Regions from separate parts of the Arabidopsis thaliana genome. Here region 2 is linked to region 1. Evidence: chromatin contacts called from public capture Hi-C data. All regions are on one chromosome and are shown on one strand. The core of a region is the stretch at or near the end of the contact, and the rest is flanking DNA. Distances in the headings are between cores, read along the strand shown. Region 1 holds the start of CLV2 (Leucine-rich repeat (LRR) family protein). Region 2 holds the start of AT1G65900 (plant/protein).

The links. Capture Hi-C pulls out chosen DNA fragments and counts their contacts.
Region 2: a capture Hi-C map of root shows a contact between it and region 1, with 3 times the contacts expected there. A contact is called at or near these places in 2 of 26 Hi-C or Micro-C datasets (callus and root) and 1 of 3 other capture datasets (root).

What each region holds. Positions count from the first base shown.
Region 1 is chr1:24,282,758-24,289,254 of TAIR10.1, reverse strand. It overlaps CLV2 (Leucine-rich repeat (LRR) family protein), which reads right to left and starts at 2,513. Exons shown (of 1, transcript NM_105212.3): 1 at 1-2,513. The coding sequence starts at 2,312. The coding sequence ends at 150. It overlaps AT1G65370 (TRAF-like family protein), which reads left to right and starts at 2,908. Exons shown (of 5, transcript NM_105211.4): 1 at 2,908-3,152; 2 at 3,331-3,661; 3 at 3,758-4,025; 4 at 4,109-4,272; 5 at 4,403-4,786. The coding sequence starts at 3,556. The coding sequence ends at 4,548. It also overlaps the pseudogene AT1G65365.
Region 2 is chr1:24,515,491-24,522,235 of TAIR10.1, reverse strand. It overlaps AT1G65900 (plant/protein), which reads left to right and starts at 3,635. Exons shown (of 11, transcript NM_105262.4): 1 at 3,635-4,120; 2 at 4,213-4,315; 3 at 4,402-4,427; 4 at 4,567-4,779; 5 at 4,880-4,951; 6 at 5,039-5,131; 7 at 5,265-5,306; 8 at 5,398-5,502; 9 at 5,591-5,756; 10 at 5,840-5,949; 11 at 6,127-6,478. The coding sequence starts at 3,911. The coding sequence ends at 6,213. NAC028 (NAC domain containing protein 28) reads left to right here. Exons shown (of 6, transcript NM_105263.3): 4 at 1-365; 5 at 464-554; 6 at 639-1,568. The coding sequence ends at 1,303.

The DNA of each region.
Region 1 (6,497 bases), core at 1,264-3,763:
CATGTAAAGGTTAACCGGTCAAACTATATACACAAGTAACAACATTTGGGAGAGACTTTAGTTAAAAGCGAGCATTTCCACTTCACAGCTCAGACCAACAACATACATGCATGTGTTACAACTGAATATACATCAATCAGTCTCTGGAGTTAAGCTTTGGTCTGAAGAATATAACTACGAGCACGAGCTGAGCAAAAGATACCTAACACTCCAAAATCGAAGCTAATAAACGCACTTAAGCAGAATATCCAAATAGATATCGGTCCTTCCACCAATTCGTTTTGATATATTTCCTCTTGTGATGCATCAATGTTTGCCGGGTCACACTTGCTTCCGGGAGTTTCCACACACAGTTCCGGATTTCCGGCCAACGCCCCTGGAAACTTCCCGAGCCCTTCTTTCTCGGTAATGATACCAGAGAAACAGTTGTGCGATAGGTTCAGTAGGGTTAGTCCTGGAGGAGCTGAGATGTTTCCAATGACTTGACCTGACAGAGAGTTGTGTGAAAGATCTAAGGCCTTTAACCTTGGCAGCTTCTCTAGACGTGGAAGCTGACCTTCAAGGAAGTTGTAGGACAAGTTCAAGTACTCAATATTCTTCTGTCTGAACAAAGCTTCTGGGATCTCTCCATGTAATAGATTGTCAGAAAGATCGATCCCAACCATAGACAATAGATTGTAGCTGAAACTTAATTCATCTTTAGCAACAACAGCTGCTGATATTTTGATCTCTACTTTTCCTGGTGGCTCAGCAAATCCTTCACCTCCACCGGTCTGAAAATCTTTGAAGCGTGTGCTGTTTAAGTTATCGTCTGGTATGAACCAAGAGAATCTGTTGCTGGAGTAGTCAATCATTTGGATTTTGTCAAACTTGAACAACCAAGAAGGAAGTGTTCCACTAAACTTGTTCCGGGCAAGAGAAAGATACTTGAGGTTGGACCATTTGGTAATGGCTTCATTAAGGTTCCCCGAGAGGTTGTTGGAACTTATATCCACAATCTCTAGAGACTTCAGACCAGCTAAAGTAAGCGGGATCTCACCGGATATATGGTTGTTGCTTATGTCCAGTATCTTTAGACTATCCAACGCATCAAGCTCGGGTTGTATTTCGCCAGAGAGATTGTTGTTACTTATCATCAGAGCAAGTAACTGAAAGCAACCAACAATGTTGAGAGGTATTGAGCCGGTTAACGCGTTGTGGGAAAGATCAATGACCTGGAGATATGTCAGATTACCAATTCTAGCAGGAATATCTCCAGTTAAAAGATTGTGAGAGAGACGCAATGCTTGTAAACTCTTCAACTCTGTGATCCTCAACGGTATATCACCAGAAAAGCTATTGTGAGAGAGGTCAAGAAGAACCAAACCCAATTTCTCAGTTGTTTCCGAGATTCTACTAGGAAGACGACCTGAAAACCCGTTGTGACTCAAGTCCAACATCACAAGCTTCTCTGAAAACATAAGCCTAGGAGATATCTCGTAGTTGAAGCCATTGAAAGATAGATTCAAATGACTCAGCTCTTTTAAAGAACCCAAACAAGAAGGTAATCCACCAACCAGAGAGTTCTCAGCTATATTCAGAATACTAAGAGACGGACGAGAGGCGTAGAAACAAGGTAGCGTACCGGAAAACTGATTTGAAGCAAGATTAAGAACCACCAATGGCTGCTGAAAATCTCTGAGTGTACCAGTCATGTTATTGCTCTCAAGATTCAAGTACTTGAGAGACTTCAAATACAGTAAACTCTCAGGTAGTTCTCCAACAAACGAGCAGAAACTAAAATCAACTCTCTCAAGATTCATTGAGAAATTACCAAACCAATGAGGGACCACACCGCCTAAATCTCTATTCTCACTTAGAACAACTTCTCTAAGCTCCTTAAGACTTACAAATGTGGCGGGTATCGAACCAACGAATCTATTCCGACTAAGATTAAGTGTCCTAAGATTACGCAACGAACCGAAGCAAGAAGGAATGTTTCCAGAGAAGTTGTTGTGAGAAAGGTCCAAGCTTTGAAGAGAAGAGAGCTTACAAAGAGATGGGTGAATCTGACTGGAGAGATTCAGACCGGATAAAGTGAGGGAGAGAACTTTTCCGGTCGGATTCTGACAAGCTAGACCTGTCCAGTTAGAACACGATGAGCCGTACCATGTCGATAAGCTTCGATTTAGGTCGTGAATCGAAACTCTGAATATCAATAAAGAAGCTTTGTCTTGTGGGTCGAGATCGGGAAGCTGAGATTGAGCTAGAGGCAACGAGGGAGAGAAGACGAAGATAAAGAAGAAGAGAGTGAAATCTGCAATCTTTATCATAGCTCAGAGGAGAAAGATGAAGTTTTTAGGTATAGCGGCAGTTGAAGTAAATTAAGAAGGTTTCAGGGGTGAGTTGCAGAAATCGCAGAGACCTCTCTTTGCAATGGAGAGTGAAGCAACGCGACCTGGAAGTGGAAGTGGAAGATAAAGACAGAGAGAACATTCTCTTTCGGTTCCTTTTGTTTTAGCCTTTCAGACCCAAGAAGTGATTAATTAATGCAAAATTCCAAAAATCTACACTTATTTCTAGGAAAAACAAAATACAAAGGGTTTGATTCAGTACGTAATCCGTATTGTTAATTACTAATTTTATAGGTATTTATAAAAAAATCATATATTTTACTAAGAAATTTTAAATTTAGTCTCAAATCTTATGTTATTGAACCTAGAATTTACTTAAAATCATTTCAAAATAATATGATTCTTTTTTTTTGGATAAAGTTACCATTCATTCTTGTAACGTTTACTATAAAAAAAAAAAACAGCATATGATTCCACTATGAAGAAAAATTCCAAATTTACCGGCTCAAAGAAGAAAGAGTGTAAAAGAAAAATCGAAACCAAATGTACAATTTCACTATAAGTCATACGATTTCAACTCGAGTAAAGAGCTTCAAGTTTGCATAGTCTCAAAAAATAACATGTTCGAAGATGTCGAAAATGTCCATGAAACCAACAATTTAAAACAAAACCAGGCCAGCTTTGTAGCTTTAGGCCCATTCTAACACATTAATTTATGTTTTGTGCAACTCTAAAACTTTCTCTATATAAATGGTATCTAAACCCTAGATCTAATAGTAAGTGCCGAAGAAATCTCTCAAGTCTCTCTCGTTGTCTCAGGTTGGTCAGTTCTTTCTCTAGATTTCAACTTGTTTAGTCTTTTAAGAGGAAAAAGCATAAAGCTTTCTGTGTCATTTTTAATATCTGAGAATTCTAAAAAAAATGTTCTCTTGTGTATTGTAACTCGATTTTCGTCAGATCATTTCTGATTATGGGTATGTTTTGTTTTGCTCTCTAGGGTTGCAACATTTTGTAGAGAAAATGGGTTCATATGCATCAGATTCTGCAATGTTGAAGACTTGGAGAAAGACTCCTCCTTCGTCTTGTTCTCTTGTCAGACTTTCACATCTTTCTTCACTACAAGCATATATAACTAAGAAATGTTGCCTTTTTTGTAAAAATCAGGAGATTGGTTGTTTACCCAAAAGGAAACGAAGAGGACAATGGAAAGGGCTTTGTGTCTATGTATGTGGAATGTCTCTCATCCACAACACCACCCATTGATGTGTTTGATTATCTCTCTTTCTTTGTCTTTAACAAGAAAGACAACAAGTACCTCTCAATCCAAGGTTCGTATGCTCAAATCCTTATTATCTCTCTTTTTCTCTCGTATGTATATATGAATGAATGAATCGTAATGTGTGTGTATACGTGTAAACATGTAGATGTTGAAGTTAAGCGTTTCAGTTCTTCTAAAACGGTTTGGGGATTGCCAAAAGCTATGTCGCTTGAAACATTCACTGACCCTGCAAAGGGATTTATCGTGGAAGGAGAACCATGTGAGTTTGGTGCTCATGTGAAGATTGCTTCATCACCCGTCCCTGTTGATGAGAATCTCCCTTTTCACAAATTCTCTTGGAGCATTCGTGATTTCTCTGTTCTGAAACAGAATGATTGCATATCTAAAACCTTTGCAATGGGAGGAAAGAATTGGTGAGTTTTTTCCTTCTGATAGATATTGTTGTATGAGTGTATTAGTGGTAACTTGCTAACAAGTGGATGATAATGTTTTACAGGACTCTAACTGTGTATCCAAAGGGAGACTCTGAGGCAGATAACGAGTTCTGCAAGTACTTGCATTTAGCTGACGGTGAAGTCTTATCGCCTGGTGAGATGATTTCCGTGCGAGCACAACTAAGGGCTTTAGACCCGCGTGGATCCAAACACAAAACAGTCTGGCGTAAGTCAAAAACTATTGATATTACTATTTTCACAATGCTTATGTCTTGCCTTGATGGATGATACTGATGACATTTTCAATAAGCAAATGTCCCAACTCTTTTGACGACATTGATTCCTTGTTCTTGTAGTTCAACAATGGATCATGGCAGCGACCAAAGCGAGGGGTATTCCTCAATCCTTGTCTTTAGCTGATCTTCAGGAGGCTTACTTGGATGAAGATACTTTGAATGTGGAGATCGAATGTGAAGTTGTGAACTCTAGGAAAATGTTTTAAGCGTAGAAGAGAATGTGAAGTTGTTTCCACCAAACACTCTATCTATATCTATTTAGCTATCATGCCATGTCTACTACTCTAGGACTATTTGTGTTAAGCGTAGAACTGAATGTGAAGTTGTTTCCACCAAACGCTCTATCTATATTTAGGAATATCTCTTTGTCCATCATGCATATCTGACTATTGTATGACTACTCTGTTTTATGTGTTTATTTAATGAACTTCTTAGTTATTAATTTTTGTTTGTGTATATCTCAAAATGTCTCAACACATTCCTCTAGCTCTTTGAAGTTGCAGAAACTAGGGACCTTCACTGCTTAACTTATCTATTCACTCTTTAGGCCATCAATGGACCAGCTTCATAAAACAGAATCTCTGGCCACAACCTGCATACCAGAAATCTGAGACTATAAACAGAGAAGAGATACATAAGAAAAATAGCACAAACACTTATAGCGGCTGGTTGCAACAATACGGCATCCTTAACGAATGTCGAGCCAAGTGTGGTGGGATGCAAGTCAAGTTGTGGCGCAAAAAACCTTATAGCTTCAGATTATTACTTTGCAAGAATCAATTGCTATAACAAGGCAGCGCTGACGAATCGGATACTCCACGCTTGTGTTCTATTCAGGTCAACAAGTTGCAATGCTATTGGATGCTGCAGCCTGCAAGGCAAGCATGCCTTATGGGGTTCAACGTGTTGACTGTTGGTGTCAAAATAGAAGATAGTAACACAAGTTACACAACAACTAAAGGGTGCAAATTTGCTTTCTTAACAGACGAACCGTATGATATGTTGGGTAGATACAGTCCACAACAGATCCATGCTCTACGATATTCTCACGTTGAGCTAGGATGGTTTATTCACACTACGGATCTTTCGTTTATAGACTCTTTGGGATGCCAGAATTTAACAGAGTACAATAAGAAGGAATTTATTGATCCATGTATGTGATTATAATGTGAATTTAAGATATGCAAGTTGTGCATGCAATAGCGGTTACAACGGCAACCCATACGTCGGATGCCAAGGTCAGTAATTGTATTTAAAGTTTTCTTCTTATTTTTAGATCTCAAAATCAGTTAAATACCGATGTTATTAATTGTCAATTAAATACGGATGTCATTATAACTAGGTCATATAAATACCGAGGTTAACATCTAAATAAAATGACGTTAAAGGCCGTTTTTTTGTAGTGATATATATTGCTTAAATTATAAATTGGTCTAAATAGGTCCGTATGGATCAAAGTAATTCGCATTTAAATAAATGAGAATTTACACAAATTAACACCCCTAATTAGCCATTAGTAATTAATATTACCATCTACACAAGCAATAAAAGAAGTTAATATTCAACACACCAAAATAAAATAAAATAGAAGTTATTCATTTTTTAGTATTTATATTTCCAAGATATATCTAATCATTTTGTTTTTGCCGGTTTGCAGGGTTAGGCTTGTTAATCTTCATTGGTGGAGTATATTGGTTATAAAATTTAGTAGAAAACAAATGAGGCTAAACCAAAAGAGAAAGTTCTTCAAACGTACTGGGGGTTTATTGTTGCAACAACAATTGACTTCAACAGAAGGCAATGTCGAGAAGACAAGAGTGTTCAGCTCGAGTGAGTTAGAGAAAGCCACTGAAAACTTCAGCCTAAATAGAATACTTGGTCAGGGTGGTCAAGGTACTGTGTACAAGGGAATGCTTGTCGATGCTAGAATTGTAGCAGTAAAGAAACCCAAAGTTGTGGACGCAGACAAGCTAGAAGAGTTCATCAATGAGGTTGTAATTCTTTCGCAGATTAACCATAGAATCGTGAAAATCTTAGGTTGTTTCCGTAATGAGACAAATGTCCTTCTTCTCGTCTACGAGTTTATTCCCAATGGCAACCTTTTCGAGCATCTTCACGATAAGCTGATGATTTCACGATGATTACTTGGGATGTA
Region 2 (6,745 bases), core at 2,386-4,885, 230 kb before region 1:
TAGCGTTAGAGTGTGCAAGACTACAAAATCGTATGTTGCCACCAGTACCACCACTTTACGTAGAAGGTCTCACACACAATGAATATTTTGGAAACAATGTAGCTAACGATACAGATGAAATGTTGAGCAAGATTATAGCATTGGCTCAAGCCTCACATGAGCCACGAAACAGTCTAGACTCATGGGACGGTGGTTCTGCTTCCGGGAACTTCCATGGAGACTTTAACTATTCCGGAGAAAAAGTCTCATGCCTAGAGGCGAACGTGGAGGCTGTAGATATGCAAGAACACCATGTGAATTTTAAGGAAGAAAGACTTGTTGAAAACTTGAGATGGGTAGGAGTATCAAGCAAGGAACTTGAAAAGGTAGTGATATTTTACAATGTTAAGTGCAAAATATTTTATGTGTTAATATATATGTTATCAAATATAAGTATATGTTTGATTTATTCTACAAATTTCAGAGCTTCGTTGAAGAACACTCAACGGTAATTCCTATAGAAGATATTTGGAGATATCATAATGATAATCAAGAACAAGAACATCATGATCAAGGTAGCTTTCACTTCGCGATTTCTACATTTGGTTGTCTTTCTTGACATCTCTGGATTTGATTTTTTTGTTTTGTTGTTGTTGAAGATGGTATGGACGTTAACAACAACAATGGAGATGTGGATGATGCTTTCACACTCGAGTTTTCGGAAAACGAACATAACGAGAATCTTTTGGACAAGAACGATCATGAGACAACGAGTTCCTCATGTTTTGAGGTGGTAAAAAAAGTTGAGGTTAGCCATGGATTGTTTGTCACAACTCGTCAGGTAACCAACACATTCTTCCAACAGATAGTACCATCGCAAACCGTTATAGTTTATATAAATCCGACGGATGGCAATGAGTGTTGTCATAGTATGACATCAAAAGAGGAGGTTCATGTCCGTAAAAAGATAAATCCGCGAATCAACGGAGTAAGCTCAACAGTTCTTGGACAATGGAGAAAATTCGCGCATGTTATTGGCTTCATTCCTATGCTTCTATTGATGCGTTGTGTTCATCGAGGTAACTCTAACAAAAACAGAGGCAGTGAAGGTTACTCGAGGCAGCCTACGAGAGGAGATTGTAACAATCGGGGAACAATACTCATGATGGAAAATGCTGTCGTGAGAAGAAAAATTTGGAAGAAGAAGAAAGAGAAAAATATGGTTGACGAACAAGGTTTTCGGTTTCAAGATAGTTTCGTATTGAAGAAGTTGGGGCTTTCTCTTGCTATCATCTTAGCTGTTTCTACCATAAGTCTTATTTGAATACTGAGGTTCAATATATCATATATGGCTTTTCACTTTTCTATTGTACTCCCATTTGCCTAGGTCGTATTTACTCTCATTTGCTTTTTCCATTTCTCTAAAGTCGTCTAAACAAAACTAGATTTGGTTATTTTCTGTTTATGTATTAAGTGATATGATCTCTCCGCGGGTTGAACGATCAGTCTTCTGTCTGGTTTTTATTATTATTATTATGTTTGCATGCACGTAAGACGGTAAGAGCAGATTATACGAACATTAACAATTTAGCCATCTTGTATTTCAGTATTTTAGTCACTATAGATATGTGAGTAAGTTTATAGTCATTTTCATAATAACTTGTTTATTATAACGATTGCTGTTCCATGTTTTGCAATGTATAGATCATCAAAAATTACTATCGAGCTATTTTGTTCTTGAATCTTGACAGATAATATTTAAGAATAACCTATACGGTTCAAACTGTCGGTTTCAATATTAAAACAAATGTGAATGGAAGATAGAGAGAGGAAAAAAACCTCTCTTACAAAAGAATCTAGGTGCGTCAGAGAAGCTCGCCAATCTCATGGAGCCAAGATTTGCTTTCCTGGCTCTTAATAGTTTGTATGGATCGGCGATTGAAACTTCATTATTCTCTCCCAAACAAAACATAGAATAAACGAATGTGTCTAACGCTGAGTGAAGAGGACTAGACGGACTTGCCCCGTCATAATATGCATATTACGATACGTTGCAACATTAACAATGTCGTGAGTATGCATATCTCATAACATACCAAATATCGATACGTTTCAACATTGAATTTTTAATATCTTAGTCATTAGCAATTAATAATTAAATCTTCTTTTATATGAACAAATTTATGATTTACAAAAAAAATAGATGTTATGTTTCCATGGATCATGTTTTCAAGCTTGACCGAAAACAAGCTGCTAAAAAGTGTCATAAAAGTTTGGTACTAGTACAACTAGGATTTTGTAACTCTAGCACAAGAACCAGTTCAAAAGATGATTATGCATACTGGATTTTTATAGATATTGTTGATTCTTGCATGGCAATCAAAGAGTTTGGCAGCTAGGTATACCTTTAGGGGTGATGTCGACACCTCTCATCTAGCCTTACTTGCTGAAGTATAACTACAATTGAATCTCACTCCCCCTACCAGAAACTGTTTCCTTCCTCATCTTCATTAGGATCAGATCGGATCACAACAACAAACTTCGTCGAACTCAACCACGATGGACAGTGGTGGCTGAGGTTCGTTGCCTGTTTTAGGGTTGAAGATTGAGATGCGTTAAGTGACTTGTGAGACTTTAAGTAACACACAACGACATAATTTAGGGTACTTGGGCCTTAATGGGCTGGATTGGAGTGTTACAATATACAAAGTTCATCGGAAGTTTAGGTTTATTTTAAAAGATGTTCAATGTGGATCCTAATTTCATGCGTTTTAAAATACTTTAAACATAAATCCCAACCAAAAACAAAAAACTCCCAATATCCTTTGAAATTTACAAAGTTCTTTGAAAGTTTAGGTTATTTAAAACATTGTTCCGTTGAAATATGGATCCATTAATTTTCATGCGTCTTGGTAAGATGTATCATATTATGGATATGGCTTTGAGCCTTTGACTTTATTCCTACTTTAAAGTTACAACTTAAATCCCATTTAACCAAAAAAAAAGAAAACAAGAACTCCCATATCCTTTGAAATTCAAGAAAAATTAATGATACAGTTGGTATATATCATTAACAATAATTACAACACCCTAAAATGATTATAATTTGCGTTATCTTTTACGATCTCAAATCTTGGAGTCGAGATTGTGGTAATGGGGATTGGGATGCACGTGGTGATACGTAATGGGTGTAGACAGAAAATCACAAGAAAGCGAAAGTGGTAACTATTGAAACACAAAGTGACAAATCAAATAATAGTCGCGTGCTTTCTTCACGGGTCACCTCCTCTATTGTTCTCACAATCAATCAAAACCTCACTTTCCAAATATTTTTTATATTTTTCTAATTTTTTTTTTGGTTGTGGTAAGAAATTATTTCATTGTGTTATAAACAGCATTGAGATCGATTTTTAAATTTCTTAAACGGAATTAACCAGAAATTTATACATTTATTTGTTTTTCACATGCTTTTGCAACCTTGACACAAGTTTCAATCTGTTTGAACTTCCATCTATAGGAATTGGAGAGACATAGGGATAATGAATCAATTGTCCGTATAAACACTATACTAAAATGAATACAAAAGGGTATTCACATGTATGAAGAATGTGAAATAGTGGTTGCATATACATTTACACTTGAGTGAGGATGTCCAGTGAGGCAAATATTCCATCTGAATTCCACAATTATTCTTAAATCAAACTAAAAACAAAAAGTACATTCCAACAGAATTCTAGCATATAGAAAAAGTTTATTTATTTTTGCCAACAACAATAATAAAATATTTCTCCCTATCACTCTCCACTCTATCTCTCTCCCTCTATGGAAAACCCACAGATATTTGTCTTGTGAATTCAAGAAGAGCCAATCTAAATTCAAAAAGGGTTAATTGTGATTTTGTCTTCTTTCTTCATCACCATTAACAGTGATAATGTCTCCATTGCCTTATAGTTCTTGGCCTCTGATACTATTGTTAGTATTGTGGTGCATGGTAGCTAGATTATCAAACGGAGCTTCCAACAATGTAAAGGTTGGAATCATTTCAAAGGTGGAAGATGCTACGAATTTCCATATCTATTATGGACAGACCTTTAAAGTCATCAAAAACGCCATTGATGGCAAGAGCTATCTCCTTATTCAGGTTCTTGCTCTTTTCTCATTAACTTATCTTTCATCTTTTTGTTTCCAAATGTATGGTATGGTTCGTGTCTGATAATTGAGGATAATATGTAGAACACTTCTAGAATGGCGGTTCGGACAAAGTATTGTACTTCCAGGATAAAGTCTTATGTGATTCCACTTCTAAATTACTCATTAGACACTCAATCTTCTCAAGGTATGTTCTGTTTTTTTCTCCCCTGTTTCATTCCTCTGTTTAACAAAATTCTGTTGTTTTAGATCTCTATGTTTTCTCTTATGCAGGAAGTGTTCCGGTTTCTTTCTTTGAGGTAAACACTCCTTTCTAGTATCTCAATACATAAGCTCTAGACTTTTATTGGCACTAGCCAAAAAATTCTATAGAAGACTAGGATCACACTTTAAAATGTACCAAAAAAAAAAAATGGATTTAGTTTTGATTATATGCAGTTACTTGGATTACTCGGAAGCTTGAAGGGAATAACATCGGATGAGGTAGTTTCACCGTGTCTTCTGAAACTGTGTGAGGCAGGGGAAGTAGTTAAGCTTGACAAAGGTGAACAACTATCTCAATTCGCGGCGCATTTCATCAGCGATACTGATCAACCTCAGACTTGCAATTTTGCAAACTTTTTTCCACTTAGTGAAGGAACACCTCTTCAGGTGCCAATTATTATCTTTGCATAGTTCTAAACCTAACCAAAATTGATAACCATTACACATTTTGATATGAGGTTGTGCTGGTTTTGTAATCTTGAATAAGCGAGCGGAGTGGATCAAATTCCTTGGAGCGTTTACAAATCTTGAAACTAAAGCCAATCAAGTCTATGACTCGGTTAGTGACTATTTGTGATTCTCTTAGCAAAATCTGCCTACATGGTCTATTCTTGCTGTTTATAAAGTATGTTATGGAAACTTTAAGGTTAAAGCAAGCTATACTTGCTTGTCTCAAATGGCTGCCAACAAGACAAAATCCTTCAAGCCGATTGTAGCCTGGATGGGATATGATCAAAATGTAAGAAAACTTTCTTCTTCTTCTTTTTTGTCAAGGGTTGTCTCTAGCTATTTTAACTGTTTTGTTTCTTAAAATACGAAGATAAATGTCTGTTTATGGTTTCAAACTCATAACGCATAATTGTTTTTTCAAGGGAGGCATGTGGAGTTTTACTAAGGAATCACACAAGCTAAAGGTACGCATTTCAATATTTGACACTTTCAATTATTCCCTTAAATGCTTGGGAAAAGCTTTGGAACTGAACATGACAAACCCATACACAACAGTTTGTAGAAGATGCTGGTGGTGAAAATATCGACAAGTCTATTAACAAGGTCTCTTACAATGTCTCTGATCCTGATGATTTGGAAGCACTCCATGCCATTTTATGTGTAAGCTGGTCATACTTGTTTTGCTTTCATCTTTTTGATGACCAAAAACAAACTTCTTTTGCTTAGCCTCTACAATTCGATTGTTCAGACTGTGGATGCTGTGATCGATGAAACGCTATCATCTGACCCTCAAAACTACACACAGACAACGTTCTTGGCGAACATAAACGTGGATGATAACTCTTGTTTTGCGTTTCTTGCTAATCAAAGCATCTGGAGATATGACAAAAGGGTCAGAAACAGAACAACTCTTGGTAAGAAAGTTATAAGACATTGTTTTTTTTTTTTCTGTTGATTTGAGCTAAAAACCAGTGTCTTGGAAATTGTGAATGAGTAGACTGGTATGACGGAGCAATCTCGCAACCAAATCTTGTACTGGCTGACATTGTTGAAGCCTTGTTTCCAACGGGAAACTATACAACTTCGTACTTCAGAAACATTGCTAAGGTAACAAAGTCTAATCAACTCTATACTTTGACATTCTAAAATTTTAAAGCTCGTCATTTTTATTTTTTTAATCAACTCTATTCACCCCGTTTGGTTGTCCAAACACTCCAAACCACTCGTATCATTTTTCGTCTATTATAAGTTGCATAATTTTGACCACATAACTACACATGGCAGGGTGAAGGAGTCATAAACATTAGTCCGGATATGTGTGATAGAGACGCATCATTGCCGTTAGTTCCTTCAATTCCAGCTTGTGGATGATTTTTCTATACTTTCACAGCTCACCAAGTATTCCCCAACAAACGTCGAATGTAATATTTGACAATGATAGTTGTTAGAGATTTTGATTTTTGTCCAAGATAACTACGAATAATGAATTAGAAAAAAATGATTAGACTATTATGACAATGATATATTATGTATTATATATATAATTTGAACGTGAAAATAAGGTCTCGAACACCTCTTTGACGACCTCAAATGTGGAAAAAGCTTGAATGAGTTCAATACGAAATTTGAGTTGAAAGGTGATTCTACACCGGAAAATCTTTTTTGGTTGAAACTCAACTTCATACTATACTGTCCAAATTTCAATAAATTTGCATGGTAAGTAAGTTTACATCCCAGCAGATGATCTTTTAGATGCTTTTGCATGATAATCATATATCATTATTTTGCTTACTTGCATCCAAATGACAACCAAATAAGATAAAAAAAATACCCAAAACACAAAAGAATGATAAGAAAAGAAAAAACTAAAGAAACAAAAAGCTGAAATAAAAGTTATAAGAAG